Linked DNA regions of Xenopus laevis: region 2 is linked to region 1. The links are chromatin contacts, called in public Hi-C maps. All regions are on one chromosome and are shown on one strand. The core of a region is the stretch at or near the end of the contact, and the rest is flanking DNA. Distances in the headings are between cores, read along the strand shown.

What was found. Hi-C and Micro-C count contacts between places; a contact is called where the count stands out from the background.
Region 2: a Hi-C map of animal cap shows a contact between it and region 1, with 8 times the contacts expected there. The contact joins the enhancer-like site here to the promoter of ttll10.L in region 1. A contact is called at or near these places in 3 of 4 Hi-C or Micro-C datasets (the XL177 cell line, the XTC cell line and animal cap).

The regions. Positions count from the first base shown.
Region 1 is chr7L:90,069,279-90,075,842 of Xenopus_laevis_v10.1, forward strand. ttll10.L (protein polyglycylase TTLL10) reads right to left here and starts at 4,963. Exons shown (of 12, transcript XM_041569045.1): 1 at 4,628-4,963; 2 at 2,621-3,112. The coding sequence starts at 2,981.
Region 2 is chr7L:90,224,573-90,230,544 of Xenopus_laevis_v10.1, forward strand. No RefSeq gene overlaps it. Among protein-coding and RNA genes, the nearest start is that of c1orf159.L, 15 kb to the right of the region's middle. Within about 2 kb of position 3,464, at least 1 of the 7 cell types and tissues checked has an H3K27ac peak or open chromatin away from gene starts, as enhancers often do.

The DNA of each region.
Region 1 (6,564 bases), core at 3,713-6,212:
AAAGCTGATTAGCTGCCTTCTTTTCCTGGCTTTCTCCTGTATCACTTGAGCACATGGTGAAGGCCAGAACATAATCTCTTCTTGCTTAATGGGTCCCTCAGCACAGTGCCAACTGTTTTCTGCCAAACTATTGAAAATTAATGGGCTTTTCATTAAAAAAAAAAGCTAAACACTTTTGGCTCACAATTTACTGAATCCTTCTCTGCCATTCAGAGGATTGTCTCCGTTAGCTATTTCAGCAACATAAGTGTTTATTTTTGTTTGTTTTCAAATCCACGACTGCCCAAAATAATGATTAACAAGCCTTTCAAAGTGCTGAGAATGCTATACCTATTTCTGTGTTTGTCCTAGAAAGGGCTGGGTACCTGTAGATCAGTATAGCCACTCCTAGTTGTATCTGGGAGTGCTCTTCGGAATTTGCAAAGAAAGAAAATCATTTGATATTGTAAGGAGCAAAGAAAGAAAATCATTTGATATTGTAAGGAACTGATCTTTGGTGATAGAAATAACAGGAATTTATAAAAGAAATGTCTAATTTTTGTTCTTGTGAACATTTTTTTGAAATTTATCATGTGCTGACTTCAACTATTTGCCACCTTTTTTTTGAGAAAAAACTCAAATTGTACTCAATTCAAGTTTGTGAATCAATCTCATTCACCTGAATTTAAAAAATATGAAAAATTTTAATTTTTTTTTTAAATTCCAATTGGTCATTTTTTTTCTCCTCCCTTTATAATGTCCTAATCATAAACAGGCAGATTTAAGTTGCAGATTTAGGCCCTGCAGACCATTTCGGCAGCTTATCTGCCCATGTATGGGGGGCCTCTGACGGGTCAAGTAGTTTTAATTTTCCTGTTGGATTAAGATTCACATTAAGATTCACATTTGTGCAATGACGCAGTCTTCAATCCGACTGTTGGCATTACAGCACTTATGATAACGTTGGAACAAGAGCCAAATGATCAGATCAGCCCGATATTTTCCCACCTCAAGGGGCATATCTGTGAAAGATCCACCAAATGAGCAGATCTTGTAATGTATTACCATCTTAAGTCTTATCTAAGTGCTAGCTTTCTCCTCATTGGAGCAAATAATATTCACCAGCTTCAAAACAGATGACAAACCCAAATCATTTCAGATAAGTCTTAGTTTGATGGCACATGCTGTCATTTTTAAACCAGTGAAGAATCACCCAAATCCACCAGTGCTGCATGTTATTGACTGATTGAAACTGTTCAATATGAGCCCTATAACACATACTGCAGCACTTGAGCAGCAGGGGTGACAAGTGGTTCCACTATAACTGCAAGTGGGGATGTGAGTGGTGAATAGTGATGGGCGAATAAATTAGCCTGGCGCTAATTCGTGGTGAATTTCCGCATTCAAATGCCGGCGAATAAATTTGCAAAACTCCTGCAAAAATTCACTAGCGTCAAAAAACGATGGATGCACGGCCGAAAAGTCGATTGCGTCAAAACTGCCACGGGAGAAAAATTCGTCCATCACTAGTGGTGAAACCGTTTCAAGAAAAACTCTAAGGGGTATATTTATCGAAACGTAAAGCTAGAGATTACCACAGGCAGCTAGAGTGAAATACCGCCTCTCTCCATTCATTTCAATGGGATTTTTAAAGGCGTATTTATCAAAGTGTGAATTTTTATTTTCACCCCTTGATAAATACGCCTATAAAAATCCCATAGAAATGAATGGAGAGAGGCGGTATTTCACTCTAGTGGACTGTGGTGGTCTCTAACTTCACTCTTTGATAAATATACCCCTTAAATGTCTAATTGCCTTTGACTTAAAGGAACAGTAACACCAAAAAAATGAAAGTGTTTTAAAGTAATGAAAATATCATGTACTATTGTGCTGCACTGGTAAAACTGATCTGTTTGCTTCAGAAACACTACAATAGTTTAAATAAACAAGCTGCTGAGTAGCAATGGTGGGAATTTAAAAAAGGCTATATGGCACAGGTTAAATAGTGGATAACAGATAACATTATGTTCTACAGAGCTTATCTGCTGTGTAACTTGAGCCTTTTCTCCTTTGAATGGCTGCCCCCATTGCTACACAGCAGCTTATTTATATAAACAATAGTAGTGTTTCTGAAGCAAACAAAGCAGTTTTACCAGTGCAGGGCAACACTGCATTATATTTTTATTACTTTAAACAATTTCATTTGTTGATGTTACTGGTTCTTTAATTCTTCTAGATATTGTATATCATGACCTGGATAAATGAGACTCTTCATAGACAACTACAAAAAACCAACGGCAGACTCCCCATGCACCATCAACATATTTAGCTATATTTGCAGCTTTGTTCTAAAATACTAAGATTTGGATGAAAGCAGCACACTCTTTGCTTTTATGTTAATATTGAAAAGATTAGAGAACAATGGTTCTTATCTTTCTTAAATCAATGGCTGTCTGGACAGAAAGTTTACTGATTGATCGAGCTGTGAATATAAACTACGGAGCTATCGCTGATGTTGGGTTCTCCCTAGTGAAAGCAATCTTCATCCTTCATAAATATAACTTCTAAAATTAAAGTGGATTAAAGATAATCCATCTCTTCAATTCTATAATCATTTTTCATTTTAAATAATGGAAATTACCTTTGGACATTGTTGGTGGATCCCTTTGTTCTGCACCCCTACTGCTTGGTCGAGTCTCATTTATCTGCTTTTCAACTGTTTCTTTAGACTTGGAGTCATCAGGCAAATTCTTCTCCTTGTATGTTTTTCTCACTTTAGTTGCAGACTTTACAACTTCCCTTTGAATTGTTTCTTTTTTAGGGGACTTTGGTATTGACAGAGATGATTTTTTCTCATCTTTTTTAACATCAGCCTTTCGCCTTATTCTTCCTCTCAAATGTGTTTCATGTGACTCTTCTGCAGTGTTGCACTCCATTCTGCCTGCACCATTACTTGGTGTGCCATTCTTTTCTGGAGTTTGCCTATTTTCATCTTGCCCCATTTCCTCTTGGCTTACAGACACCAGGCCATTTTTAATCTTCAATTCACTTAGGTATTATTCTATTGTGGTAGGGCCTTTATGCTGAGATATTTCATTGTGTTGGTAGTTTTATCTTTTGCCGGTACGGAAGACTAAGGTTAACAAGAAAAAAATTATAACAGGATGATTTTCATATTTTATACATTATACCTGTCACTGTTTTTAGAACAATTTTATAAAAAGCTGATTGTTCAGTTAGTCCAAGGCTGTATTATCATTTTTCCCTCAAGGTTGAAAATTCATACATGCTTAAAATTCATTTATAAATCAACAAGTTGTTTGCTACATTCATACAGCCAGTCAAAAATTTTAACTGACCTCAAGGTATAGGGTCCTCAGCTGATCAAGCCCACTTTCTAAAATAAATTGGTCAGCCTGAGCAGGATTCTTCCCATGTGATCCAATGATTTGAGCCTGGTGTTGACCTCTTTAATCTATGTAATATGGCCATCAACACATTCTTTTATTATCTGTTTATTAAGTTGCATGACCTGAACTAAATGTGATCACAAGGCATCAATCTCAATGAATATAATAGCTCATTTCTTATTTGAGAAATTAACTGGTCCAGGGTGCCTCTTATATGAGCTCCCATGTCAACATCTTTTAAGAATTTCCCAGGAGTTTGGTGGGCTGTGCATGTGCTGTATACAGGGCCGCCATCGGGGGCGGACAGGGGGGAGAGTTGTAGGGGGCCCGAGGGTAAGGGACGCCACACTTACTTGATTAGCCGTGTCCCCCATCTTTGTGAGAGCTGCTGACTTTGAAAATGCATGGACGTTTAAGGGGCCCTGGCCACCAATTTTCTTATAATGTGGGGGGGGGGCCCTGGCCACCAATTTTGTTGGCCCCAAAGTCTTGAAATTTGAATACAAATCATACACAAAAACAATCATATGTAAAACCACTCATGGATCATAAAGTAAAATATTTTTGCTGAATGTGTTATTTAACTATAGGCACAGATATGGGATCTATTAACTGGAATGCTTGGGACCTAGGGTTTTTCAGATAAAGGGATTTTCCATAATCTGAATCAACATACCTTAGGGCGATAATACGCTGACTGTTTGTTGTCTATAAAATATCTCACTCCATGTGAGCAACAAAAATCAGAAAATACCCCTTCATTATGATGAACGCAGCAGGTAAAATATTTGCATTGCATAATCATGCAAAATTTACCTTTTTTTTAAAAAAAAAAATTCTTAAATTTTTTTTAAAAAAATGACTACATAACATGTTTTTAAAATGTTTTACTCTCAGTGAGTGACATTCTTCTCAAAGAAGGGGTATTTTCAGACACTTTGTCACATACAGAGCACAATTTCCTGCTGACACAAAGCACTCTATATACCTTCACCCTTAAGGTTCCCAAAATATATTTAAACATAAAAAAACACAATAGGACTGTTTGCCACCAACAAAGTTTTACACTTGCTAAGTTACCATCAAGAACAAGTTATTCTTATATTTACCACTTAAATGAAGGTTCTGATTAAATGATAACTGTTCCTGTCTAAAACCAATAATAAGCCCATATAGTTATGCATAGTTTATTATTCCCTGATGTGACCAACATGTATCTGGCTTTGCTCTATTCTCACCTCAGGACTTGAGTCTTCACATAAATAATAAAGAGCCTTGATTTTCTTCAGCTCCAGTTCTGTCAGTTTTGCCTGGCACTTGATTGTGCTGCTTTATCTTGTATTCTACTATAACTAGAAGTAATTAGACAGCCTTCATGTGCTACTGTGCAGGCACTACCTGTACATGACAAATATTTCCTCCTGCTCTGTTGTCAACCACTAACCTGGCTCTACATGTTATTGAAAGATTCAGTAAATGCAGGGACTAATTTTCTCACAGAGCCTGCTTGCGGTTGCCAGGACACAAGAGTTTTACAACTCTAGCCTGACAAGGTGGAGCATTATTTTCCTAATCCCTTCCCCCTTCCTATTCACAACATCTTGTCTCCTAGCAACTACAGGCAGGAGGCCATTTCTGAACAGTTGCATTATTCACTACCCAAAATAATGCTGATATATCTTCTATTAATCGACCGTGGGTGTGTATTTAAGAACCATTTGGTGTTATTTACTAAAGGAGAGAAGTGGTAGGCTTGGAAAAAGTTTGTGTTCCCATTCTATCTCTGTTGTTCCTTTATCATGTGAACTTGGGTGTGTCTGTTTGACAATGTTCTACTTAGTTTACTTAGCTACAGCTTAGTCATAAAGTGTTGATGGGCCCGTTTATTCAGCAGGTGAACATGTGAAGTCTTTGAGCAAAGATATATATTGAAATTCTTAATATTTGGCTAGATGCTTCTATAACTGAGAAACAACAAGGCATTTCCCATTAGAGTGAGCCAAATTAGTATTTACCACCATGTAAAATTCTCTAGCAGTGTCTTGGACTGGAGTATAATATATTTATATATTTATTAGGGATGCACTGAATCCAGAATTCAGTTCAAGATTTTGCCAGGATTCTGCCTTTTTGATTCAGACGAATCCAAGTGGTCAAACTGAATCTGGATCCTTAAAATCACATGATTTTCATTGCACAAACAAGGAAACTGGCAAAAAAATTTTAACAGTTTTCACGCGGTTCCTCTTAACCCATTCTTTTAACCTTCCGGATTTGGTTCAGGATCCTGCATCCCTTTAGTGATGAACACAATTTTTCACCAGGTATGGATGAATGGTGAAATTTTGCATTTCGCCATCAATGTATATATATTTTTTTTTTGGCGAAACCGCTGCAAATGTTGCATTGGAAACACTCAATGCCAATTGACTCCTATGTACTTTAAAGGAATTGTTTAGTGTAAAAATAAAAACTGGGTAAATAGATAGGCTGTGCAAAATAAAACATGCTTCTAATATATAAAAATATAATGTATAAAGGCTGGAGTGACTGGATGTCTAACATAATAGCCAGAACACTACTTCCTGCTTTGCAGCTCTCTTGGTTTCCACTGATTGGTTACTTGGAAGTAACCAATCAGTGATTTGAGGGGGCACATGGGTCATAACTGCTTTTGAATCTGAGCTGCATGCTAAGGATCAATTGTAAACTCACTGAACAGTTATGTCCTATGTGGCCCCCCCTTCAAGTCACTGACTAACTCAGAGTTAGAGAGCTGCAAAGCAGGAAGGAGTGTTCTGGCTATTATGTTACACATCCAATCACTCCAGCCTTTATACATTACATTTTGGCTAACTAACTATATTAGAAACATTTTTTTTATTTTGCACAGCCTATCTAGTTATGTATTTACCCAGTTTTCATTTTTATACTGAACTGTTCCTTTAAACAGAAAAAGTTGTTTGAAAAAAAACTCCCATTGGCTGCAATGTATTTTACACAAAAGAAGTCGCTAAAAAAATTGACTTCAATGCATTTTGCTTGGAATAAATAATGCATCTTGGGACTTTTCCCTCAGTTTCACAACTTTTTCAGCAAATAAAAACAGGACAGATTTGCTCATCACTATCTCTACATGTATAGCCAACTATATATATGAATACACGTATAGTTA
Region 2 (5,972 bases), core at 2,214-4,713, 150 kb after region 1:
TCTTATTGATCAGTCGATTTGTAGCTCAGGCCCGGACTGGCAATCTGTTAGTTCTGGCAAATGTCACTATTAATGGGCTGCTGGGGAGCAGATTGGGCCTCTGTGTACTGGAATGCATAGGCCTATTTTGACACCCAGTCCAGATTTGATGTAGCTGAAAGGTAAGGACCTGGTCCTGGAAACTACCTACTCTCTTTTTCAATGAGTGATCATTCACAAGTAATGGCCTGAAATATCATGACAGTTATCACATGTAGTGCTGAAAATGTATATGCTAGAGATATGAATCATTCATTGAGGTATTGTAGGATGGTAAGGGATCAAAAGATTACACCTACAAGTGGGACGCAATTGCACAGGTCAAAAATAATGGAATGTGTAAACGACATGGAAGATCTGCCATCTGGCACAATACAATTGGTTTCTGAAAGATTTATTCGTCTTATTTAAATACATTGTAAGATGATTTTGCAAGAACAAGACACACCATCCAACTGATCCATTTTACGTCACAGCAGGAGAGATTCGATTTTGTTGAATCACACAAAATCTCATGCTGGTGAGTGACTATATTTTGGGGGTCAGATCTGTGCCAGGCCAGGCCAGCCGAGCGCTGTAGGCAAACCGGCCACTGCAGTGCGCCACTGTGTGCAACCGAGGACGCACGTGCGCAACCGCAAACAGCCTAGTATGGTCGTGTGCAAAGCACTTCAGAGAGTGCACCCACTTTTGAATGAGGTAACACTTGCCGGATTAGGGGTAGGCTGCATGTTAGGTACGTGCCTGGTGCCCCCCAAACTTTGCGCCCTAGGCACGTGCCTCTTCTGCCAACCCCTAGTTCCAGCCCTGGGTCTGATAAAGTCAGAATCAATCATCTGTAGCTTAGCCCTGACGTTACCAAATCATATGTCAATATAATTCATGCTTTCAATAAATGCAAGTTGCTGGGCAGCATACAGGGCAGCCATTGTAGTTGGATTTTCTATAAATGCTCTTGATTTTACACATGATCTGTATTGTTAACCTTTAACTTTAGTCTTAGAATGATAAAAAAACAATATTAACTGCACTGTGACTGCCTTCCTCACTATTCATGTGCTCCTCTTAGCAGGAGGTTTTTGAGCAGAGGTGCTGTCGTTTGTACAAACAAGTATACAGATACCATGTGACTTATATCATAGGTGAGGCTGCTGCTCTTACAGACATGTTCAGGCTTTCCTAGTGGTGCGGCGTGCCAAAATGAAAATTAGGCAGCAAGCCACAATATAGAAATGTATGATCCAAAAATGAATGAGTTCAGTTGATAAAGTGGAAAAACCTGCTCCAGATTCTATAAACAGCTTCTCAGGAATTATTTTCTTCATTAGTGTAATTAGAGGCCTAGTCCCTTGTCTTTTCCAGCTTCTACCAGCCATAACCAGATTAGTTGGCATAAACGCTGTACTGCACTGTTGTTGGAATACAAAGTATGAAGAAATGGATGCTTTATGCTATGTGGCCAGCTGAAGTCCCCGAAGTGGTGCAGTCACTCTCCCTCCCAAAAAAAAATGGAAGGTTGTGTTCACCACAACAATTTTAAAGCGTTAGGCAGGAGTCAGTGTAGGACTGGCCAGACCAGGGATGACTGAGACATAGGGGGAAATTTACTAAAGGGTGAAGTGGCTAACGTGGCGACGGTGATGGTAGCTGGCGTAATTTTGCCAACTTTTGGTCTGGCGAAAGAGCATTACTACGCAAATTCACTAAGTTTTTGATTTTACTGACTGTTACCTCTATCGCCAGACTTGCCTTCGCCACCTCAGACCAGGCGAAGTACAATAGAGTAGATAGGAGTTCCTCAACAAAAAGTTGAACATTTTTCTAAGTCCCAAAAAACGCTGGGTGATAGTAAAGATCGTAAAATTTTTTTTGGGGTACCCTCCTTCCCCCCTACCTTTGCTAACATATGGCACATAAACTATACTGTGGGCACATTTGTAGGGCATTATAACAACTTTATATAATTTTATTAAGGTTCCCTGACCTTGTGTAGTGTAATGTATTTGCTGCAGCATATACGGCCATTGTACTTTAACTGCACGCCGTATGCTAATTAGCCAACGCTAGCGTAACTTCGAACTGCTGAGTGTAATTTCGCCGGTGTTCAGTACCCTGTGTGTAACTTCGGATCTTTGTGAATGAGTGTTGTCCAGGCGAATTCACGTCTGTCGAAGTGTTTCGATGTGCGCAAAGCTGGCGCTGACGAATTTTTGCTGGTTAGTGAATTTGCCCCATAGTTGGACAGCTTGAATATATAGTAATATATGGATAATCAATCCCTGTTTTGTTTAAAGGGAAGGCCTTTTTAGTAGCTTAAAAAAAAATTAAGACCTTAATATAGAGTGTAGAGGACCTTTTGTCTTTGTAACTACATGTATGGGACCTGTTATCCAGAATTCTTGGGACCTGGGGTTTTCTGGATAATGGATATTTCAGTAATTAGGATCTTCATACCTTAAGTCTATTAGAAAATCACGTAAACATTAAATAAACCCAATAGGCTGGTTTTGTTCCAATAAGGATTAATTGTATCTTAGTTTGGATCAAGTGCAAGGTACTGTTTTATTATTACAGAGATTTGGATAAAATGGAGTCTTTCGAAATATGAGCTTTCCGTAATTCAGAGCAGGATAAAGGGTTTCCGGATAACGGATCCCATATCTGTACAAATTTTGTGGTCTAATAATACTTTGGACATTATGGTATTGGTTTATAGGATGACATCGGGAAAAAAAATACAAAGCCGGTGGAGATATGAGATCAAATATATATATATATATACATACAAAACATACTGCTGAATTTGCTATTCCTGCATAGGTAGGTGGAAGCAAAGTCACATTAACAAAATACATGAGATTAACATTTGCTGGATTGTTGGACAGGGTTATTCCAGAGGACAAGCAGTGGTGTGAACCGAAGTTCCAGGGCTTCATAGAAACAGCTTTGTTTGTTTATCATGCATGTGTTGAAACTGGTCATGAATCAGAACCCCCATTAGGTCCTTCATTCTCTTGCCCCAGAAGCCCCTGGAATTTCATTATGAATTTTAGTGGCTCAGTCTTGCGAATATGTTCTAGAGAATAGACATGGAATCTGTCATAAGCTTTACGATGTAAGTAGAAAATGGATCATTAAGGTGTTTGTGGCTGAAATGTTTCATTTCCTTTAGTGAATGTTTCACCATCAGAAAGTCTCCTTGCCTGCTTTCCTCCATACTTGCAAACAAGCTGTCCTCAAATAATCAGATGCATTTCTTGGGTTATCATTAATTGAACAATGCATATTTGTCCTACCTCAAAACAAGATGGCATCAGACATTCTATTGCTGTGACAAATCAATATTCAGATTGCTGCATCTGCAGTCTTTTGCTCAATGACTCTAATGGGAATTAATGCTGTAATCAGTCCATTGAATGGCAAGGTTTCTCTGACCTCATTTCAGTGCAGTTCCTGTTTTCGGACACTGAGTGTCCCACTGTCACCACTTGTACAATGTTCTGAAAAGAAGCCTCAATAAGGAAGAACTGATTAATTTTTGTTCCCAGATTACTACTCATTACAAAACATTCCAATATTTCATAAACACAGATAGAGAAGGATGTTGAGTTTGATCTTTTTGCAAAAGAACTACAAGTTTGGGAACAGTGCTGGGCAACGCCTGCTGGGAGCCCCAGGCAACCCAGCCGGACACTTCGCGCCTCAACCTGCGCAAGCGAGGACGCGCGTGCACAACCGTGCGCAATTGAGCACGGAGGGGTCAGTGTCAACACGCTTTGACCAGAGCGGCACCCACTTAACATTTTTCAGTGGTGGACTAGGGGTAGGCTGCTTTTGAGGTACGTGCCTGGCGCCCCCAAGCTTTGTGCCCTAAGGCACTTGCTTCTTCTGCCTACCCCTAGTTCCCGGCCCTGTTTGGGAATCCCTTCTACATACCTTCCAACTGTCGCGTTTTCAGAACAGTCCCTCTTTTGACAGCTCAACTGGAAAGTCCCGATTTTCTCTGCACTGAACAGCCAGAAAAAGAAAAAATGTCTCTAACTTAATTGGCTTTTGGCAGAGAGCCCCGAACTGCCACATCTGCAGATAATATACTTTTGTAACAGTTTTGAGATAAGCAAATAATTAATTGTAACAATATTAGATAACATGGCCCCTTGGGAGAAGTTAGACTCACAGCTTCAATTCACCTTCATTAGCAAAACTGTAATAACTGAAAAAACACAAACTTTCATAACCTGCCAAATTTTGTAAAATGAACATGGCAATTAGGGGTTGTGGCCACAAAAATTTAGCTGAACTGAACTTTGCATTAATTTATTATTTTAAAACAAGTCATAAGAGGGGTCATACTGTATGTTAGGTGCAGAGCAAGGTGCAAAGTGAAAAACACAGGCGCAATGCGCACAAGTTAGGTGACAGGAGGGATGACGTCTAGAGCCATATTTATATAGTATATAGGCAACTGAGGGCCCATGCCTATGGTGGTAGCTTTAAGAGAGCGGAACGTGTTCATAGTAGTGTGTCAGTGGTTGAAGTTAAGTTATGGTCAACCACACTTGACAACACACATTGTCTGTGTGCATGCACAGTTGCAGGTTGACAGGAGCACACTTTGGTCCGGTGCCTAGGGTGGCACTTATTGGCATAACCACCTATACTGCAGACCCTGCGGTCGTTGGGGGGCCCAAACTACACTGTCTGCTACATCTTAGTCCCTCCTCCCTAGCCCCTCCCATACCTCATGTGCAGCGCACAGTGAGGGCCGGAAGGTGTGGAGTGAGCTAGCGCCCTGGCCTGGGGAGGAGGGACCAAGATGCCAGAGACCATGTAGTCTGGGGAGAAGGAACAGTTTTTTCTTAAGGTGGTTGATCAACATTTGGAACCTTTGTGTAAAATCCCCTGCCCCCTCTGGTTCTTACACCTATGGGTGGATGTACAAAAAAATTGCAGTATGCCCAGAGCGATCCTCCTCCAAGTATGCCAGTTGCATTGCATTGCAGTGTCCTCTGTTCACTAGACATGGTGTCTTTTAGGGGTTTACAAGAGGGCTCTGTAAATTCTGCAGTGAGGGTTGATTTCTCGTTACAGAGGGAAAATTAACCATACAGCTGCCAGGTCGCAAATAGTTGCTGCTTTGCCAGTATTTTACTGGCCTAACCAATAAAGATGAATCCTGAAGACAATGTTATTAATAGTGAATAGAGAGAGAAAAATATGGGAAGGCCAATATTATTTTCCAGAAAACTTGTCAACCCTATTTACCGAAGTACTCGGAGGTTGTGCCACTACATTAAAAGATGCACATTTCCCCTTAAGGTTTACTTTATTCCATTGTTCTGAAAATCTTCACAGAACTTCTCTATCTCTCTAACCAGAAAACAATTGCTACTGTTTCCACTTGAACAGGTCTGCTACTTCCTCAAATATAGCTTTGTTCATGTCATTACAAACACTGTGTCCCCAGGGCTGTTCTGCAAATCTAGTGAGGCACATCAAGTACAATTAGTGCCATCATAAAAATATACTCTATTTCTAACTAATGTTTAGATTTCATTTAGTTCCTGGTTTTTTTATGCAGAGAATATTATTTCTGAATAAATATATAGGTCCATATGGATACTTTATGCACTTTATTCCAAAGTTATCTTGCTGGTGTCACAAGTCATGGCATTAAATCATAACCTGTATATTTATCATTCCAGAATCCATACATGCCATACTGTAACACACTGGTCGCAGGTAAAATACAATTGAGTCCAAACATGAATAGCTTATCTAATTGATTAATCAGATATAAATATCTGGGCAGGGGCAGGTTACTCAGCACTAATGTTTGATATTTATTGAACCAGTAGTAAATTATGACCAAAAAATAAAATGTAATTTCTCCTGAAAAGGTGGCCATACACGGGCCGATAAAAGCTGCCGAC